Regions from separate parts of the Mus musculus genome. Here all the other regions are linked to region 1. The links are chromatin contacts, called in public Hi-C and HiChIP or PLAC-seq maps. All regions are on one chromosome and are shown on one strand. Each heading gives the region's core, a stretch centred on a gene start, on an enhancer-like site or on the middle of the called end of the contact. The rest is flanking DNA. Distances are from core to core; before and after follow the strand shown. Region 1 holds the start of Snapc4 (small nuclear RNA activating complex, polypeptide 4). Region 2 holds the start of Fbxw5 (F-box and WD-40 domain protein 5). Region 3 holds the start of Rexo4 (REX4, 3'-5' exonuclease).

Region 1 (2,753 bases), core at 177-2,676:
ACATGCCTTTATTCAGAGTACCAGGAACAAAGACGATCCCAGTTCTCAATCAGTCTGTTCTACATAGACTGTCTCAAGAAACAACAGTACCCCAGGGAAATTTGCCTGATAGTTCTTACCAGGCTTGCCCCACACAAGTTCCTACACCAGGAACCTACAGGTTTCCTTTAATGCCCCAGACTCCCTCTGGCCAAACCCAACTCTGGGCCAGACTTGATATGACTCTTATTTTCTTTTTTGAGACAGTGTCTATATAGTTCTGAAACTTGCTTTGTTGTATATCAGGCTGGATTTGAACTCACAGAGTTACACCTACCTCTGCTTCCTGAATGTTGGATTAAAGGGATGCACTATTACTCTTTGATTTCATGATTCTGTACCCACTCCAGTAGTGTTGCAGGTGACTTCTAGCTTGTAGTCAGTTCTCCATAAGACCAAGGCCCTTCCCAGGTCCCACAAACTGGCCAGTCGCCAGGCTTGGTTTTCACCAGCCTTGAGCCTCAAGCCACTGCCATGCTTCTCCTACTCACAGGCATTATTAGGCACTAGGAGGACCCAGCTGCCTAGGGAGAGTAGAATTAAGGAAGCTGTTAAGAATTAATAATGGAGAGAAAGTACCCAAGGAGCTAAAGGGATCTGCAACCCTATAGGTGGAACAACATTATGAACTAACCAGTACCCCGGAGCTCTTGACTCTAGCTGCATATGTATCAAAAGATGGCCTAGTCGGCCATCACTGGAAAGAGAGGCCCATTGGACTTGCAAACTTTATATGCCCCAGTACAGGGGAACGCCAGGGCCAAAAAGGGGGAGTGGGTGGGTAGGGGAGTGGGGGGGAGTGTATTGGGGACTTTTTGGATAGTATTGGAAATGTAAATGAGGAAAATACCTAATTAAAAAAAAAAAGAATTAATAATGGGCCGGGCATGGTGGCTCACGCCTTTAATCCCAGCACTGGAGAGGCAGAGGCAGGCAGATCTCTGAGTTCAAGGCCAGCCTGGTCTACAAAGTGAGTTCCAGGACAGCCTGGGCTATACAGAGAAACCCTGTCTCGAAAAAACAAACAAACAAAAAATTAATAATGGATAATTATTGGTATTTTGTTTCATAAGAGTGAGACCGACCCCCCCCTCCCCGCCCTCCCGCCCCCCCCCCCCCACTACTTAGCCAGCAGCTCTGTGATGTGTTGGCCAGGCAGAATAATCCTTAGTGAATGAATGTCCATTTCTGGCGGTCCCAGGTTGTGGGCTCCGAGGACGACACACACGGGAAAGTACTTAACGACACACTGATCATTCATCCAAACCCAGAACACCAGGAGCTAAGTACACAGCCCAGGGAACCTGGAGAAAGATGAACGCCTCGCTAGGGCCCCGCCCCCCAGCACACCTCCTAGCATGCCCTGCGCCGCAGCCTGGGTGGGACTTCCGGTGCAAGCCTACTGACTTCCGCGACTGCTAGAAGCATGATCTGCGTGTGGTCGCCCGGGCGATGATGCCAGCTGTGAAGTTTGGAAGGGATGCCTAGAAGGTGAGGATTGGCGGGCGGCAGGTAGCAGGCGTTGTGTCCAGGAGGGGCAGGGCAGCCAGCACGGGGAAACCGAGGCGTGGCGTGGCCGCGACATTGCTGGAGTGGAGAGCCCGCGTCCGGAGCCCAGCCGAGGTCCCCTAGCTGGTGAGATGCAGGACCGGATTTGCTCCGTGCTGTGCTCCGAACCGCTGCTCTAACCGGTTGCATGCGCTGCAGCACCACCGGCCACCCCTGGCTTATCGAATCCAGCCACTAAGGGTGCATTGGACCCCAACTGCCTTGCCCGGTTAGGCCTTAGAAGGGACAGGCAGCAAAGTGTCTCTGATGTCATTAAAGGCGGACCGTGGCTCCCAGCTCAGGACTTGAAAACGTGACTTTTTCTTCCTTTATGTGGGCGATGCTGTGGGAGGAGATGGAATTGCTGCTGCCTCAAAACACGTTACTCTTTCGTTGGTGGCCAAGCATCCAGTGGCAATGATTATTGCTACATCTGTAGATCCCGCTGTTTCTAGCCAAGTTGGTTGACAAACGTTCCCTGTATAAGTAATTGGAATGTCGTTGAAGGGGATTTTGTTTTGTTTTGTTGTAGTCAGTTAAGACTGCTGTCAACAACTTAGTAGGAAGAAATCAAACAGGATGTTTTTCTTCATTTCTGGCTCTGGGTGTGAAAATGTGTTTGATAATTTTGTTTGAAACAGTATCTCACTAATGGTTTGAAATGCAGAGATCCACTTAGTTATGCCCCCCAAGTGCTGGGATTTAAATTATGTGCCATCACACTCAGCTCTTTGTTTCTTTATTTTGGTTTTTGGTTTTTTGGGTTTTTTTTTTTTTTTTTTTTTTTGGGCGGGGGGGGGGGGGGTGGATTTTCCGAGACAGGGTTTCTCTGTATAGCCCTGGTTGTCCTGGAACTCACTTTGCAGACCAGGCGGGCCTCGAACTCAGAAATCCGCCTGCCTCTGCCTCCCAAGTGCTGGGATTAAAGGCCTTTGCCACCACGCCCGGCTCTTTATTTTGTTTTTGAAGACAGTTTCTTTTAGAGCTCTGGCTGACCTGGAACTCACTCTGTAGACCAAGCTGGCCTCAAACTCAGAGATCCCCCTGCCTCTGCCTCCTGATTCCTGGGATTAAAGACGTGTGTCACTATACCCGACTTCTACACCCAGCTTTTTACAGTTATTATACTTGTTTATTTCCTTGTGTGTAGGTAGATGTGCCATAGT
Region 2 (2,753 bases), core at 157-2,656, 880 kb after region 1:
TGACCTGGGTGGCGGGGCACATCTCGAGCCACCTGGTAGTAGCGGTAGAATTGCTCCTTCCATAAGAACTCATCCCGGGACACAGCCTGCCATTGGCGGCATACCAGCCCAGCAGCCAGCACATCTGCAGGGCCCAAACTCAGGAAGATCTGGTAGACAAGGCTGTCGGGGAGCAGGGGCAGGCCCCCCTCATCCATCGTGACATTCTGCCCAGACGGTCCTGAAACCCACCAGTGGCGGCTCTGAACCCAAGCCTCCTCATCGCCAACCCCAGGGAGAGACTGATAGTCTGGGGTTCCAGACATGGCAGTCCTAGCTAGCCCCACCAACTGCCCACCGGAGAATTCCACTGCACTGAGCATGTGCGGGGGGAGGGGAGGGATGTGTGCATCTCTCTTTGTGTGTACAAGTAGCACTGCCCCACCACAGACCCAACACTTCTTGAAGGACCCAGGCAGTAACGTTGCACCACCTTACATTCTCCAGGACACCAAAGGACTTGCTGGACCAGACAGCAAGCCCCTGAGTACTACTAGGCCAGGTAGAACCTGCGAAGTGGGGGGCAGCCCCACTTTCCAGGTGGGGGCCTTTGATGCCTTCCCCAATGCTACAGGGCACAGGGAGGCAGGTGAGCACAAGACAAGCAAACAGGTCTGGGCTGCTCAAACTGGCAGGTCCAAGGTTTAGCAGCCCACCCTGTCTTTGACCTTGCTGCTATAGGACTTCAGGCCAAGGCTGACTTTCTTCTGAGAAGGGGTTCCTGCTAGCCAGTGGCATATGTCGTTCTGGACTCAGGAGACAGCCTGGCCAGGAGGGTGGTTAAGAGTGATTGGGGTTTCTGAATGTCAGAGGAGACATCAGGGACCACGCTTTGCTGCTTAGCTAGAGTGGGCAGCAGCTCCTTCATTCACCCACTGAACACCGGAGGGTGGATTGGGACGACGTCAACCTGCCAAGGCCATCACTGGCCAGATAAGGCCACCAAAGGCTGTACAAGTGTAGACATTGCAGGAAAAAAATATGGTGACAGTGAACAAAGCCCGTGAAGGTGACAAAAGCCAGTTAAAGTAGGACAAGGCAGAGCGAGGCCCATGACCGGGACCAGGCCCGAGAAAATAAACGAAGGCCACGATCGGGGACAAGGGACACCGAAGGTGGCAGAAGGCTGGTGAATGCAGGACTGGGAGTAATGGGGCACAAGGCTGGTGACTGGGGACAGGGCAGATGACACAGGTGAGTGAGCACGGCGGGGCCAAAGCCGGGACTCACCGCGGTGCCTCTGCCCGCTGCGCTGCGCCCGGCTTCCGCCGCCGCTCTAGTCTCCACCTCCACGTCTTTATGGAGGCGCCAGGCTCGACGCTGAGAGCCCCGAGGCATCGATGGACCGTTCCCCCCCCCCCCCCTTCCCCGTCTTGCGCCTGCGCCTCAGGCTCCGACTAGCAGCCAGCGTTTCTTATGCGCCTGCGCAAACTCTTACTTTCCGAGCGTTCTGACTCACAGAACAGTACTCACTCCTGGCTACCCTAAAGGACGGAGGATTGAGCCAGGCTCAGCTGGGCCGGTTCGAGACTCTGCCTCTGCTCTCTCTGCTGCTGGGCTTTGAACAAGTGACTTTATGAGCACGTTCTTGTTGGTTGTGGAGTTAAAGACAGTTATTGCATGCATAGGGTTGAGCACTGACCACAAGTGGAAATAGGGGTGCAGAGGTCAACTCTTAACTTTGCACTTGGGACACAATGCCCAGCTCCTATCAAGGCTAGGTTCTAGGATGGACCCTGGCTTGGGTTAGGGGTTCAGTAATCGGAAGACAGATGTGGACTTCCTGGACTGTGCTTCCTGTGGCACTGGACAGTGGACTCTGACCTAGGACAGTGCACCCCTCCACCTCGCTGTCCTGTCACCTACTGTCCGTAGCAGGTTGGCCATGCTGTCTCCAGGGGCTGTGTTGTTCTTCACCCTGCTCTTGACAGCCAGTTCGCTGGGCCAAAGGACTCGAAAGCCTATTGGGTCTACCTCCCCCATCAGCACTATCCAGGCCCAGGTCAATTTCAGTGCTCAGAAGGTAAAATCTGGGAGTGAGTGGGGGTAGGTAAAAGAGCAATAAGAACCTGCCTAGCTTGGCGGGATTGGTCCAGGGTGCCCCATTTCCCCAGTCCTGAGCACTCATAGTCAACTTCCAGTTTGCAGGGACATGGCTCCTGGTGGCTGTGGGCTCTTCGTGCCGCTTTCTTCAGGAGCAGGGACACCGAGCTGAGGCCACCACATTGCACGCAGCTCCCCAGGGTGCAGCTATGGCTGTCAGCACCTTCCGAAAGCTGTGAGTCCCAGCAGGACTTCATCCCAGCCCCTGAGCCCATCTTACTCTGCCCTCCTGACTCTAAACCTCATCTCTAGCTCTTCTGTGGCCTAGATAGCTATCCCATATGGCCTCTCCTGGGTTGGGGTTCCTAGAGTCTGGGTGCCTCCTCTTATGACATACCTTCTTCCCCTCCCCAGAGATGGGATATGTTGGCAGGTACGCCAACTCTTTGAGAACACAGGGGTCCCTGGCCGCTTCTTGTTCCAAGGTGAGGCAGGGGCATCAAGGGAGAGGGCTCTGGGCTGGAGGCAGAGGGGAAAGGACTGATGTGCTGTTGTGGTTCTGCCGCAGTCTCACGGGCCCGTGGACCAGTGCATATGGTGGTTGCTGAGACTGACTATCAGAGCTTTGCCATCCTGTACCTGGAACAGGGAAGGAAGCTGTCTGTGAAACT
Region 3 (2,753 bases), core at 93-2,592, 580 kb before region 1:
GGCTCGATTTAAAGCGCACTGGATTTCTGGGGTAGATGGGCTTTATCTTATTCTATCTCTAGGCATTCCAGAACCATTATCTGAGTGAGTGCTGTTGTGATCATAAAAAGAGAAAGAGCTACTAAGATCTGTTCTGGCAGGGTGTGGGGGAAGGGTGTGCCTCAGTGGGCCCATGCCTCAGCATCCCTTCCCCCTGAGAGAGCAGCCACATGACGGTATAGTATAGAATAGAGTTTATTCGGGGCATGGGGAGGGGAGTTAAGAGGGTAGTAGAGACAAAGGCAGAGAGGGGAGGGGGAGGGGGAGGGGGAGGGGGAGGGGGAGGGGGAGGAGAGGATTGGAGGCTGGCCATGAGCATATGGAGAGAGGGGGTAAGGGAATGGGGAAAGGGGGGAACAAGGGGCCAAGAGGCAAAAGCGTGAGAGAGAAAGAGAGAGGGATGAGGGGGCAAGCAGCCCCTTTTATAGGGTCAGTCCTACCTAGCTGCTACCAGGTAACTGTGTGGAGGAGCATATCTGGCTGTTGCCAGGTTTCGGTGGGGGTGGAGTCCAGACAGAATACCAACAGGTGCGAAGGCTAGAGCCTGGATTTTTTTTTTTTTTTTCTACTAGTAATCGAGTTGCTTGGACTTGCCCATACCTTAGGCCTAGTCTCTTTAACTGCCAATTTGAAGTGTGTTGCGGAATCTGCCTAGCCTTCTCTGTGCTCAGAACTTGGTCTTGGGGGGTGCCGGGGAGGGGGTGTCCTGATTGGATATTTTTCCTAACAGCCACCACCAAGTCTCCCAAACCTTCTTACGTGGTCTGTTGGCTTTGCTGCTTATCTCTAGTCAGAGAAACCCGAGGGCAAACGATTCAACTGTGACCGCCCCATCTGTATTGCACTATCAGGATCAAGAATAGATTGCTGGTCATTAACACTGCGATTAAGAATGTATATGTATACGTATATAGTCACAATTAAATTTTGCTTTATCATTAATATCGGACACTGCTGGCGTGCCTTTGCAGTCAGTAAACCAGAGACGTGGGGAAGGCTTCGGTATTCGCAGTGTGTGGTTGTGCATAGGGCAACCTACACAAGACCCGCCTCCGCCTCTTCCGTACCCCCGTGAGTGCCACACCGAGAGTAGTCCCCCAGCCTTTTCCGGTGTCCCAGAGTCTCCTCATTTGCGGCCTTCCGGGACACCAGATCTTTGTGAAGGTCTGGGCTCCCTTCCGTCAAACTCTGGGTATCCAACCGCAGCGCTGCTAGCCAGGGCTGTCAGCCCCCAGTGCTAACTAGCGGGCTAGTCGCAGAGTCCGCATACGTGCGGAACCAAAGATGCAGTCTCGGTTTCTAGCAGGTCGCGAAGAGAACAGCAACCCGGGTTCCCGCATGCGCAGTGGAGCACGCTTGCACCCTGGGAAATGTGTGCTTGCGCGGTTGCTGGAGTCGCGGTCTCTTCCCTGGTGGTTCCGACTGCGGAGAGCGGGGAGATGAAGACGAAGGCCACCGCGCCGGTGCCCCAACCTGGGCCTATCAGGAAGCTCGCTAGGAAGAAAGCCAAGAAGAAGTTCAGGAAGAGCAAAGCTCTGGCAGGAAGTGGGGTTCCGGGAAGCCACCCGGCGGCTGTGGCAGGCCGACCGCCGAAGGCCCCCGAGAACTTTTCTCAAAATTGGAAGGCGTTGCAAGAGGTGAGACCGGCGACAGGCCACCTTCATCCCGAACTTTCTGTCAGGTAGCCACAGACTCCGAAGGAGGAAGGGATGTTGCCCTCTGCTTCATTCAAATTCTTTTTCTCAATTATGAATCACTTATCTAGGTTGCCACCCTGGCAACGTCTTAAACTATGTCCCAGAACTCTGGCCCAGTGGTTCTGGAACTATTGTAGCTCAGGGTATACCCACACTAGTGGTTGTCCTCCTACATTAGGTAGCCTCCCTAGTCCTGAGCCTCTATACCTACCCCCATTCATAAATTCTTCCATACTAGTTAGATGCTTTTTTTTGTTGTTTTTGTTTTTTCGAGACAGGGTTTCTCTGTGTAGCCCTGGCCGTCCTGGAACTCACTCTGTAGACCAGGCTGGCCTCGAACTCAGAAATCTGCCTGCCTCTGCCTCCCGAGTGCTGGGATTAAAGGCGTGCGCCACCACGCCCAGCTTAGTTAGATGCTTTTACTGCCCTTGTTTCTTAGACGGGGAAATTGTGACACATAACTTACAGGGTTTGAGTTGAAAGTAGGTCACATACGGTGTAAACAGCAGAACTGGGGTGCTGAATATGCCTTCACTGTCGACTTCTAGGGAGTCTTGAGGAGTGTATGTCATGGAGCCTCAGTAAGAAAGACAATAAGGAATTTCTTGGCCTCCATAACAACACTCCACCTTGTTCCTTAGTGTGGATCTTCCAACAGGACACCCAGGAGCAGCCAAACCCTGTGGACAGTCAGGGCTGTGTATGCTGGTTCTTGTTCTTTCTCCCAAGAAAGTAAAGTGTGCAGGGAGGACATGTTTACTAAAGGAAACTTGGATTTGGCTCTGGTTTCTACAAGAATCTAAATCCTTCAGGCCTTTTAAGTATTAGGGGAGTGAATAAGTAGAAACTCACTGCAACATCTCTCAGCTGGTTGCCATCTTGTTGTGGTCTTAACTGGAGATTTGAACACAAGGAAGAAATTGGTCTCCTGGACCTCTCCTCTACATGGATCAGCCCTATCTGGTTTCACAGGACTTCTTTCTTTCCATTGAACTCCCTTCCTCCAGGTCTTCCTTA

The links. A called contact is a pair of places that touch in the nucleus more often than the background predicts. HiChIP or PLAC-seq counts read pairs in DNA pulled down with a chosen protein or histone mark.
Region 2: a Hi-C map of CD8 T cells shows a contact between it and region 1, with 4 times the contacts expected there. The contact joins the promoter of Fbxw5 here to the promoter of Snapc4 in region 1. A contact is called at or near these places in 5 of 39 promoter capture datasets (the C10 cell line, the SN4741 cell line, hippocampal neurons and 2 more), 2 of 484 Hi-C or Micro-C datasets (CD4 T cells and CD8 T cells) and 1 of 9 other capture datasets (pancreatic islet).
Region 3: an H3K4me3 HiChIP or PLAC-seq map of bone marrow-derived macrophages shows a contact between it and region 1, with 2.6 times the contacts expected there. The contact joins the promoter of Rexo4 here to the promoter of Snapc4 in region 1. A contact is called at or near these places in 2 of 115 datasets of contacts at active chromatin or transcription factors (bone marrow-derived macrophages and microglia).

Annotation. Positions count from the first base shown.
Region 1 is chr2:26,379,326-26,382,078 of GRCm38.p6, reverse strand. Snapc4 (small nuclear RNA activating complex, polypeptide 4) reads left to right here and starts at 1,426. Exons shown (of 23, transcript NM_172339.4): 1 at 1,426-1,530.
Region 2 is chr2:25,499,403-25,502,155 of GRCm38.p6, reverse strand. It overlaps Fbxw5 (F-box and WD-40 domain protein 5), which reads right to left and starts at 1,406. Exons shown (of 9, transcript NM_013908.5): 1 at 1,270-1,406; 2 at 5-220. The coding sequence starts at 197. C8g (complement component 8, gamma polypeptide) reads left to right here and starts at 1,650. Exons shown (of 7, transcript NM_027062.2): 1 at 1,650-2,062; 2 at 2,181-2,317; 3 at 2,497-2,567; 4 at 2,651-2,753. The coding sequence starts at 1,925.
Region 3 is chr2:26,962,975-26,965,727 of GRCm38.p6, reverse strand. It overlaps Rexo4 (REX4, 3'-5' exonuclease), which reads left to right and starts at 1,342. Exons shown (of 8, transcript NM_207234.2): 1 at 1,342-1,676. The coding sequence starts at 1,410.